Regions from separate parts of the Gossypium hirsutum genome. Here region 1 is linked to region 2. The links are chromatin contacts, called in public Hi-C maps. All regions are on one chromosome and are shown on one strand. The core of a region is the stretch at or near the end of the contact, and the rest is flanking DNA. Distances in the headings are between cores, read along the strand shown.

Region 1 (5,892 bases), core at 303-2,802, 280 kb after region 2:
CGCCGCCATCTCGACCGACGAATTGCCTCCTGATTCCAAACGCCAACGCGTCGATTCTGTCGTGGCGGAGAAAAAAACTCCGCCGCCGCAGCAATTGGACGATTCGCGACGGTTATTTCAACGGTTATGGACCGACGAAGACGAGATCGAGCTTCTCCAAGGGTTCCTCGATTACACAATGTTGAAAACGAGCTCAAATCCTTCTTCTACTTCTCACCATCACCATCACGATACGGCTTTGTTTTACGATCAAATCAAATCGAAACTCCAGCTGGATTTCAACAAGAATCAATTAGTGGAGAAGCTTCGAAGGTTGAAGAAGAAATATAGGAACGTGATTAGCAAGATCTGTTCAGGTAAAGAATTTTCCTTCAAAAGCCCTCATGATCAAGCTACTTTTGAAATTTCTAGAAGGATCTGGAGTGATGGTGTTAGCAAAGTAGAAGATAATGTCTTAGATGATGACGAAAATAACAATAATAACAACGCTAGTTTGATCGATGAAAGTGGAGAGAAAAAGAATTTGACACAGAAACCAGCAGCCACGAAGAAAAGGTCGAGAAATAAAGGAGTGAAAATGGAGGAAAAAAGAGATGTAAACGATGGAATTGTGCATATGGATAGTAACTCTAATGATAGGGTTAATAATGATAATGGTAATGTAGAAGCACTTGGTGTTGGTAGCAGTGGAGGAGGAGCTAACACGGGGGCGGCCGGGGTCATAGAGGAGACCGTGAGGAGTTGTGTAACACCCTTGTTTAAGGAGTTGTTAGGTAGTGTAATGGTAGGAGGAGGGGGATATGGAGAAAGAGGGATCAGTGGATTGGTGATGAATGCAATGCCATTGTGTTTGGGGGGCGGTGGGGGCAATGGGGAATGGATGGATGAAAGATGGAGAAAGCTGCAGATAATGGAGTTGGAAGTTTATTCGAAACGGGTGGAGCTGGTGCAGGATGAGATTAAGGCGGCTTTGGAGGAGCTCCGGTCAATGAATGGGTGATTTTGGATAAGCTGATATAGTGTAGGGAAGTAAGTGGCTTTTGGGTTTCTGTTGATTTGATTGAAATGATGGTTCTGCTTTGCTTAGTTTGTTTGTTGTAGTATTTTTTTCACATTTGTGTACAATATATGATATATTCAAACATGAGTTGGGTTCACTTGCTTAGAGGATGTTATGTTACGATTAATGTAAAGCCTTGACAGAATGCTTTTTGGGTTTTGGAATAATGAGTTCTGGTTATTTTGAAGCTGAAGCTTATTCAACTTGATTTGATGTCATGGGTAAATGTTTGGTAGTTTCAGAGGGAAGACACTATGGTCAAGTTGATGTCATGGGTAAATGTTTGGTAGTTTCAGAGGGAAGACACTATAGTGTGGTTTTTATATGAGCATAATAGAAAAGAAGGGCTGCAAAATTGAATGATTAGGTTTCAGGCTATTTGATTCACATTATCCATATATATAATTTCTTGGGTTATCCCAGATCCAATCCATCTATTATTTTGTTTGTAAAATTAAATGTCGATTCCACATACCATGGTGAGGTGGCAAAATCTTTGATATCAGTCTCGGGATCAAAACTTCGTTTTTGATCCTGTAACAATTTCTACCTTTCCTTAGTAAAAAGGAAAATGAGGAGTTCGAGCCCAAGCGAAAACCAGGCTTATCCAAGTCAAAACAAAAAATTAGCCCCATAACAAGAAGTTGCATGGTAGACAGAGAGACAGGTGCCTCACCTTATCCAAATCCTTCTATTTTTTTCAAACAGGAAAAGAGCATATGCTCCTTCCCTTCCATGGATCCCTTTCATTTCTCCTCCACCCACTGCCAAAAATATCACTAAACCAAGTCTGACGCCAAAACCCAAAATCAGTAAAAATAGAAAGAGAAATCCTCCGTTGAAATGGCATCTGCAACAGCAAGACTCATTTTTCCTCTTCACCACTTAACCCAACCTTGTCCCAAGCCCAAAAAACCTAATCTCTTTCCCCCCCATAAACTCCTCTCCAGAATTCCTCCCAACATCATCCAAACCCATAGAAACCAATCCCATTTCACCGTTCGTTCCATTGATGTCTCTAAAGAAGACAGTCAAGAAACCCCAACTTCTGACCCAGAAAACAAACAATCTCCATCAGTGGAAGAAACAAGTGGGGGAGAAGAGACGATTGACAAACGCAGGTTAGAAGAGAAGTTTGCAGTGTTGAACACAGGGATATATGAGTGCAGGTCATGTGGGTTCAAGTATGATGAAGCAGTGGGTGATCCTTCCTATCCAATTCCACCAGGGTTTCAGTTTGATAAGCTGCCTGATGATTGGAGATGCCCTACCTGTGGGGCTGCAAAGTCTTTCTTTGTGAGTAAGAGTGTTGAGATTGCTGGGTTTGCTCAGAATCAGCAATTTGGTTTAGGGGGCAATGCTCTTACTTCTGGTCAAAAAGCCCTCTTAATTTATGGCAGTTTGTTCTTCTTCTTTGTGCTCTTCTTGAGTGGCTACTTTTTGCAATAGGTAGGTAGGGTGCATAATATAAATTTCTGTAATTTTTCTTTGCCTTAAAGGTATATTTTTCTGCAAATAGGAAAATCCATCAAACGCCCCCCCGCCCCCCCCCCCCCCCGAAAAAAAAATCGAAGCTTCTTTGATTTTTGTGCGTCATTTTAGTTTGCTTGGCATTTCGTTGCTCCATGCATGCTTAAAATATAAAATTCAAGGGTTTTGAATAGATCATGGTACCATTGGCAAACATTAATCCAAAAAGAGATTTTATGGTTTCAACTTTCAAGCACTTTGAAATTATCTGCAAATCAAGATTGTAGAATCTTAGATATTGAATGATCCTTCCCCATGGCAACTATTCTAACACCCTGAGCTTTAGGTTTACCAGCTTTTAGGCCTTGTTTCTAGGCTTTGTTTTGTAGTAATTTGAGCTTTGGTCCTCATTCATTTACCAAGTTTGTTAGAAGCTTCGGTTTTAAAAAAAAGATTATATTATACTTCTTAAGATTGTAAATCATGATGAATTATAAAAGGCAAAATGTTGATAAAGTTGAATTTAAAACTTTGAATGTCCAAATTCCCTATGCCAAATATCATGTGAATTTCCTCAGATGTATATCATGTCTAAATATATCTCGAACATATTATTTGTAATTGTACCTACACTTACAAACTTCTTCAAAATATAAATATAAATGCATTTACAAAAACAAAGTGGCAATGATAGGTTGTGATTTACATACTTGTAATGGAACACAAGTAAACTTGTCATACAATCATGTCTATCCTGGTTGTAATAGAATAAGCAATGAAAGGGGCATCCTTGAAATGAGAAACAATACCAATCATATTTTCTCCGTTAAGTTACAAAACACAACAGGTGGCTTTGCCAGTTCCGGCTCTTGCCAATGCTATACTGTAAACTGAGATCTACAATATGATTATGCCTATTTGTACAACTTGAACATATAAATGACATTATCGACATAACAGTCCTAGTTTTAGTTGTGTGATGGGAGCCTATGGTTTAAACTACGCAACGGTTTGCATGACTTTGATACACTATAAGTTAAAAATTTGACAATTAGTGAATGTACACGCCTGTGTCAAAGAAATAGGCAACAACAACACCATCCGATATCATGATCACTGCCGATTTACAGGAGATGGACGAGTCTTAATCTGATAAACCTTCTTCGTCTGCTTCTCGTACGCTCCACTAGATGCGTTTTCTTGTTTTAAGCAACTTCCAGGGTTTACATTCACCGGTTTACCTATCCATGTATTGGGTGGTAGGGGAGCAGCACCTGTGTTCTGCTCAGACAGGAGATCTAGATTTTGCAGGCACCTAGAATTTGGCATTTTCGAAGACATCTCTGCATGTGCTCTACCTCTGGCACTTCCCTCAAATGACAAAGCAGACATTCCAGTCCTCAAATCACAATAACGGTCCTGATTCTGTAATCTATCCTGTGCCCTGAAGTTGTTTTTTACTTGCATACCATTGGATGATGGATGTCTTGGGTTACCCGATATACCTTGAGGATGGTTGTGTTGACTATAGTAATTTGCGCCATTACCGTATCCCCTTCCATAACTTAATGGTCCAGTCACACGTGGCTGGCTGCAATAATAATGGTTTGGGTCATCAAGAAAGCCCCTTTCATAACCTGCTGGTCCAGCGGGTCTTGGTCTAATGCTGGTGTAGTTGCTTGACATATTAAAAGATGGTTGCTCGAACAACCAAGAGGATGGTCCCTTTGATTTTATATTAAGAGTATTCTTGACAAGACGGTGTGCTGCCTCTCCTAGCTGAGGCCCAATGATTGCACCAGGTACCAGTGCCCTGTCAAACAAATTTAACAATGAATATCCTAGTAACCACCAGCAGCTATGAAGGCCTTTGAATAAATTCTGAGGTCCTAACAGCACTGGCACTAAATTGATGGCAAATTTTACTAGTATGGTAACAGATCTCTAAAATTATGCTACAATTCTCACCGATCTCTGCCTTGCTGGCGCCGGCCACCATTGTCTTCATGCCATAATACAGGAAAAGGTTTGATGTCCAATGGTGTTAGAACCTGCAAGAGTGACATGCATGTGTTTAAAAGTAAACTCTGCTGAGGGATCCACAATGCTATGTAATGTTTCTCAGGATGAGAGAGTACCATAAAAGAAAGTTCAATGGTAATCTTGTGCATCCTTTTGTTCCCTAATTATACCTAATAAATTTAAGCCTACGCCTGTGTCAAAAAGTCATACCTTTATGGGTACCAAAACACCCTGTGGAAGTCTTGGAATATGTTTATGATGTAAAGGATTAAGATATGTAACATTCCTGCAAAGAAAAAAATGCATGAAAAATAATTAGGATAAATTTATACAAGCGTTCAAGACAAAAAATGGAAATAGAACCATGGAAGACTTACAACACTTGGTTAAATTCTATATGCGGCAAACCCTTGACAGGGGAAGAGACTACATGTTGCCAACCATTCCTTTCAGATAACCAAAGAAATCCATTCATTCCACCGCTGTGAAGGACAATTTAGGAGGATGTAAAACCAACAGATGTTCCCTAAAAATTATTTCAAATGTGAACACTCAACAATTAACAGTTAGATTAACCAACCTAGCATTTGTGTCGATTGGCCATAAGAATCTTTCATGGGGGCGAACATGATGGTACATTTGATAATACGAAATCACTTGAGAAGCCAAAGGATGAAGGGGATGGACATATAGCAGATCAAGCATCACACTGTTCCGAATCTGCTCTTCAGCCTGTAGATATTAAGGGTTAGAATAATGAATCAACCAAAAACATTGTAAGAACAAGAGTGCATGAAAGAAGACTCCAGGATATTTCACATGCATAAATTAGAAATTAAGCTTGCTAATCTAAAACAACCATTCAGACCGTTAAAGTAGCTTCAAGCTTTCTTGTTGCAGAAAGCAACTTCTTCTCATCAATGAATGGCAATTTTACAACACCCTGGTGGAAAGAAAAAGGGTAAGAGTCCACAATTTTTTGTTGAAATGCATGAGGAAAATAAATAAAAATAAGTTAAATTTCTAGATAAGAATACACCTGCCATGCAAAGCGTTTTCCATGCATGTCAATCTCAAAATCTGTCGCATAAAGAAATCTCAGTGAACTTTACAAGAGGGGAGGAATCTCACAAGACAAAGAGACCGCCAAGAGCTGATTGACTTCTTACCAGTGGGATAGAAATTATAGATAGGTGATGATGGATCAGTCATCAGTTTCCCATACTCTTCAGGCAAAGCTTTATAACTATAACATGATAAGAGATAAAATAGTATAGCATAAGCAACAGTAAACCAGAACCAAAAAGAAATATTTGACGTAAAATGCTACATACTTATAG
Region 2 (6,128 bases), core at 482-2,981:
AGTTCATTTATATATACACTAGTATACCCAAACCTCCTCAAATGGCTGACTGGTGGTTATGGCTGGAATATGTTTTTTAATTATTGTAGCATTTATGTAACCAAAGCTACAAGAAAAATATAGAAAAAAAAGACTCCTATCTTTATCTGTGACACTGACTGCAATGATTTTAGAGTTGAAATTAGTTTAATTTTCAAATCATTGGGAAGCAAAAGAAATTCAGGAATAAGATCAAAACTATGGTATAGAGATAAACTTTATAGCAACCACAAAAGTCATTTGCCTCTAGCAGACCTTGTCCTTAATTTGGCCTCGGACAAGCATAAAACAGAGAATCAGCATGCAACAATTTAATACCAAAACATTTATGTAATTGTAATTTAATACCATCAACTTTATTACTGAAACACAAGCTCAGTTATCACACACAACAACAGAAACCACATATTTTACACAAGACACATACACACTATGAGATACATGACACAGATTGCATACGTCAAAATATTCTTTCAAGCAGAGCCATTAGCCAATTCCTTCTCAATGGCAATTTTAGCAGTTTCAAGATCTTCATCAAAGAACATATCCCACTTCCCATCCCATTTGAGGAAAAACTCAGTATCTTCGTAGTATTTCACCCTATGAACATCCCCAGCTGGAATGAACAAGTAGTCCCCGTCACCCAAATCATATCTTTCCTTTTTACTCAAATTCCAAACACTTTTTTTCCCTTTCATCACCAGCAAGCAATGCCCGAAAGTATGGTGATGGGCTGGTTCTACACTCCCAGCCTTAAATTTAATAATAGCCGATGTGGGACTTTCTCTCAATATCTTCATTGACCCACCAGGGATTATATCGATTGGATTCAGTTCTCTGTTCTTAACCAAGCAACAAACAGCACAGGTTTCTGCTTGGGTGTTCTCAGAAGCACCGATTTTAGGCATTTCATTCATCGATTCATCGAAAAAATTTGAGATTTCCTCCGGCCAAGGCTGGGACTTAGAGGCCGGACACGGCGCTTTAAAAGGAGTGTTGAGCCAAGTGTCGACGATTTCCTTAGCGGTATCGGCGGACGTTGACATGCCGGAGAGTGCCAAGACGTTGCAGTTATTGATGGAGCGATTGTTGCGAGCTTCGTCCGGAGTGAGACATGTGGTGGCGAACACGCCGGGGAATTTGTTGGCGAAGATCCCGACTCCGACGCCCGTTCCGCAAGCAAGGAGGCCACGGGTCTCCAAGGAGGGCGAGGTGGTGGCGGAAGATACTCGACGGCCGACTTCAGCACCGATGTTGTAGTAGGAGGTGATTCCGAGATCTTCGACTTCTATGTTGAGGGAGCGGAGGTGGGATACCATGGCGTCTTTTAGCTCGGCGCCAAAAGAATCAGCTCCGGCGATGACTTTTAGGGGGGAAGACGCGGTGGCGGAATCGGCCATGATGCGGCTGTGGGAGGTAGAGAGTAACTACAGTGAGCTTAAGAAGAAAGTTGAGGAAATTAAGGGGCTATTGCCAATAGATCTCACTTCAAATAGATAGAACCTTAAATGAATTTATGACATTTTCTTAAAATATAATTTATCTGATTCATATTCAGCTACAAATATTAAATATCCACGTGTACAAGAAACAAATCTATAAAATATCTATTCTACTAAATAATAATTTTCAATAAATTATTAAAATAGTTATTTTTATTTGTACGTGAAATCATAATTTTAAACGAAAATTTTAGATTAAATTCTGTAATTGGTCCTTATATTTTTTTATTTTGAGTAATTTAATTTTTCTTATATTCTTTTAATTTTTTTTCTTTTTTTTATTCTCTTCTTCTCTCTTTATTTTTCTCCCTTCTCTGTTTCTTTTAATGTAATTTTTCTATATTTTCTATTTGTTTAAAACTAGTTCACAAGCTTGCCTCACTCAAATAAAATTAAATTGTTCAAAAAAATAAAAATATAAGGATTGATTTTAAACAAATGGAAAATATAGAAAAATTACGTTAAAAAATATATAGGATGGAGGAAAACAGAGGAAGAAGCGGAAGAAAATGAAAAAAAAAAGTTAAAAGAATATAAAAGAAAAAAATAAATTGCTCAAAACGAAAAATATAGGGATCAATTGTACAAATTAACTTAAAATTTTTGTTTGAAATGATGATTTAACGTGCCATGTTAGCTTACCGTTACACCGTTAACGGTAATTAACGGCTCAGTGATTAAAATGTTACAATACGATAACGTAAGTAACTAAAATGTAATATTTTAAATATAAATAATTAAAATGTAACTTGAGGTAAATAAAAGTGACTATTTTAATAATTAAACCTATTTTAAATATACTAAAGTTAAAAGAAAAATGAGTTTTTTTTTTAAACCAAGAAAAATGAAGGGAGTTGGATAATGTAAAAATATTTTCTATGAAGAGTTCTCAACAAATAAATAAAGAAATAATATATTTTATCATTCTCAAACTCACGTACTCCTACATTAATAACAATCTCCATATTAATTGGGTTAAAGAATCAATCTATGAAGAGCTTTATACAAAGAGGTTACAACAAATCAATAGTGTAAGCACCACCTCAACTCGATGAGCCAATAGGCTCAACCCCAGAGAAAAAGCTCAAAGGCAGAACAAACCAAAACTTTAACCTTAGGAAATAATTCTGAAGCGAGCAACACCATCCGCACATCAAGTGGATTAGACGAATGAGGGCCAATTGAGTAACGCCATAAGCACAGTCATGAACAACAACCAGAACCACTATTTCGAAGCAAAACAGATACATGTTAGAAGCAAAGACCTTCCTCGTATCATCAGGAAACCGGGCCGCCCAAAGGCAAAGGTGTCGACTACTGAAGCTAAACAACTCCACGACAACGCAATGATTCCAGCAGCAGATCACATACTCTCCTGACTGGACGGACTTTCCCTGATCGGAAAAAAACAACAGATGCAAACAACAAACCACCAAAAACACAGAAATAGTAAATAAAACCACCATAATGGTAGACACTGAAGGCGGCGGCAAAAACCCTGTCCAAACAGATGAGGTAGACCCTCAGCAAAATTCGGCGAGCCTCAATCGGTGACTGGTCGACAACAAAGCACGAAGAAGCCGAGGGGAAGTCATAAAAGAATCGGCTCATAAAGCCTGGAGAAAGGAAGCCACCGCTGTTTCTTTTTTGTTCGTAACTAGGGCATTCATCGCCGACAGCAAGGACTAATTCTCTTGTTGCGAGACTTTCCGAACAAATAAATGATTGCTCATGAAATATGTTCTATTCCCGTGAGTAAAGATCAAACCCCGACAACATGATTAAAACATAACACCAGATTATGTAATTTCTATTACCTTATAATATTATCAATTGCATCTTACCATTTACCTTTCAAGTTCTACGTTCATCCTTTACTTATTTCTCTTTATCCATCTTTTTTACCATATTTCTTTTAGCCTATTATTATTGTTGATTGAGAATCAACATAATTATTATTTTTGGCGATTGAATTTTTTTTTTATGGATTTTTGAATGAGCACTTGTGCTGGTGTTTGAAGATAGTGAAGAAGATAAAATTGTTGAAAGCAAAGATTGCAAGCTTTTTGAGAGAAAAAAATTCATTTGTTGAGTTTTGGAGATATTTCAATAGGATTCAGGTCAAGTAATTTAATATATTGGTAAATCTTTTTGTTAGCTTTCAAGTGCATCTTGAATTATGTCAATTGAAGTTCTATAATCTGAATTATGGCTGACTTATGAAAATATAAAGAAGTGAAAATTTGTGGAAATCAAGTTACAAAAGGACTCCACCTAGCAAGTGGACAGAAAGGCATTCAAGCTAAAATATATTGATAACCAATGCGTGACAAAGTAGTAAGCAAAAGGTTAGTACATTGGAGTTATGACTAAGAAGTCAAGAGTATCATCATAAAGGTGTTATATGATTGAGGTAAATGGAAGTTAACTAAGGGTCATATGGAAGTCACTTAAATTATTTAATCAGTAATATATTATTTACACCATGGTATATAACTTTTTGAACGGATAAAACATAAAGGGATCACAAGTGATTTAATACACATATGACAAGATAATCTTTACTTGTTAATTTTCGTAATGGTATATAATTTAGAGTTTTGTCATAATACTTCAAGTAAATTGGACTCCATGACTAATAATTATGTCATTAATAGAAGAAAAATCATCACTTAATTACATGTTATTGTAACCCAACTTATATATGTCCATCCAAATTTTTCACTAATTCAATATAACTCTTAACATCTTTACATTTAATTTTAACAATTGTTCGAAATCATAAAAGATTGAATAAGGAAAAACAATTCACTAGATTTATTTATGGGAGTAATAGATGCTTTCTTGATTTAATGATTAGTTTGATCTAGCATTAATCTAATCACTTCAAATATTTATTTAATTGGATTACATAATGAATATGAAATTAAATTAAATTAGGAGTTCATGTTAGTTAATTATTTAGAATGAAAATTAAACATGCATTCCAATATGCTAAAAACTGTCATGATTTTAATAAATTAAAATAGAGTTTGTGTAAATTATTTATTTAAATAATTAATTTTATTTTTTCAATCAAAATAATTAAAGTTCAAAATGTGGGTTAAAAGTGACCCATGTACCATTAGGTAATTGTTTAGCTGGCCACATAAGAGAGTAATGGTAAGTTTCCATTAGTTTTGGTTTTTTTAAACAATCTCATTATATGTTTTGATTATATATGTTTTTTTTTACTACCCATAACTCCTCCCCAATTCATAAATAGGAGGATAATACATTTCAACGCGCTTGAACCCACGTTTTCCTGCATTGACAACAATACTTATATTAAACTTGCAAGGCAAACGTGTAGAGAGAGTAGTTGAGTTTGTGGCCAACTTGTGGTGGTGGGGTAAGAGTACATTGAAGAGTTGGACTAGTGTCACAATAGCCAGAAAAAGAATGGTAAGTTGGGGGTTCTGAGAGTCCCTGAAAAAGTATCAACTTTTGATGATTGGCTACTGCATGTGTAGGAAAAACATGGGATGATGGTGCAATGGGCAATGTGTTTCGATCAAAACCAAACAATGAGAAGACTGAGGAATCCATGGTGCAATTAATGGTCCCAACATGATGAGGGGAGTTTTGTTGTGGCTGAGCTTAGGAACAAGAATGGCAATGCAACAAAGGTACGCAAAAACTTATAATGGAGATCGACTCTGAGAAAATGTTTTGTGACGGGAGACATAACCAGTGCCTTTGTATCATGGTAGTTTAATTAACAGAATAAATTTCTTGCTTTTAGAAAAATAAAATAAAATAAAATATCAAAAATAATAATAATTGTACCAAACATCTTCAAACTTTAAAATATTATAATTACATTATCAAATTATTAATATTATATCAATAAAGTCTTTTTATTGCTAAATTGTTAATTTAACCATTAAATGATACATCAGATCTTACGTGACATAATTTAAAATAAAAAATTTAAAGGAAAAAAATATTGTAAAAGTAGATATCGTAAAAATCTTGATTTTAAAGTTTTTATTGAAACTATCGTTCACTCTCTTTTTTCTCAATTTTACTTTAATTTTAGTTTTAAATTTTTAAAAGTTATGCGACAATATATTATTTTTCTTTAAAAGTTTCATTTTAAATTATGTCAAATAAAATTTTATATGCTATTTAATAGTTAAATTAACAATTTTAATAAAAAAATGGCATGATTGATATAACATCGATAATTTAAAAATGTCTTACCTCTAAAAAATCACACAAAAAATATACAAATTCTCGTGATTAATCTCAAATTAATTAATTTAAGTCAAATCCAAACTAAAGTAAACTAAACCAAACCCAAATTTTATTTATTTGATTAAAATTAAGATAACCCTAAACTAATTCCAACTTAATCATAGTTAATTTAACTATTGCAATCTAATGAATTTATCAAATCTCAATTAACCTAACCTAAACTAATTTAATTTAATCCAATTTAGGTAAAAATAGCATAAATACCCTTTACAAGGAGTCAAAATACATTTTGCTTTCTCTACTAAAAAAATTGGCAAACTAATCCTCTTATATTATATTAAAGAACAA

Evidence for each region. Hi-C and Micro-C count contacts between places; a contact is called where the count stands out from the background.
Region 1: a Hi-C map of leaf shows a contact between it and region 2, with 2.3 times the contacts expected there. The contact joins the promoter of LOC107945965 here to the promoter of LOC107888802 in region 2. A contact is called at or near these places in 7 of 34 Hi-C or Micro-C datasets (anther, callus and leaf).

The regions. Positions count from the first base shown.
Region 1 is chrA11:109,534,124-109,540,015 of Gossypium_hirsutum_v2.1, forward strand. It overlaps LOC107945965 (rubredoxin), which reads left to right and starts at 1,553. Exons shown (of 1, transcript XM_016880141.2): 1 at 1,553-2,576. The coding sequence starts at 1,904. The coding sequence ends at 2,509. It overlaps LOC107955944 (probable transcription factor At3g04930), which reads left to right. Exons shown (of 1, transcript XM_016891722.2): 1 at 1-2,576. The coding sequence ends at 1,000. It overlaps LOC107888726 (5'-3' exoribonuclease 4), which reads right to left. Exons shown (of 22, transcript XM_016812917.2): 15 at 5,722-5,798; 16 at 5,592-5,632; 17 at 5,421-5,495; 18 at 5,133-5,284; 19 at 4,930-5,034; 20 at 4,763-4,838; 21 at 4,499-4,581; 22 at 3,327-4,343. The coding sequence ends at 3,644.
Region 2 is chrA11:109,255,772-109,261,899 of Gossypium_hirsutum_v2.1, forward strand. It overlaps LOC107888802 (DNA damage-repair/toleration protein DRT102), which reads right to left and starts at 1,732. Exons shown (of 1, transcript XM_016813032.2): 1 at 371-1,732. The coding sequence starts at 1,439. The coding sequence ends at 513. LOC107888796 (zeta-carotene desaturase, chloroplastic/chromoplastic) reads left to right here. Exons shown (of 14, transcript XM_016813020.2): 14 at 1-152.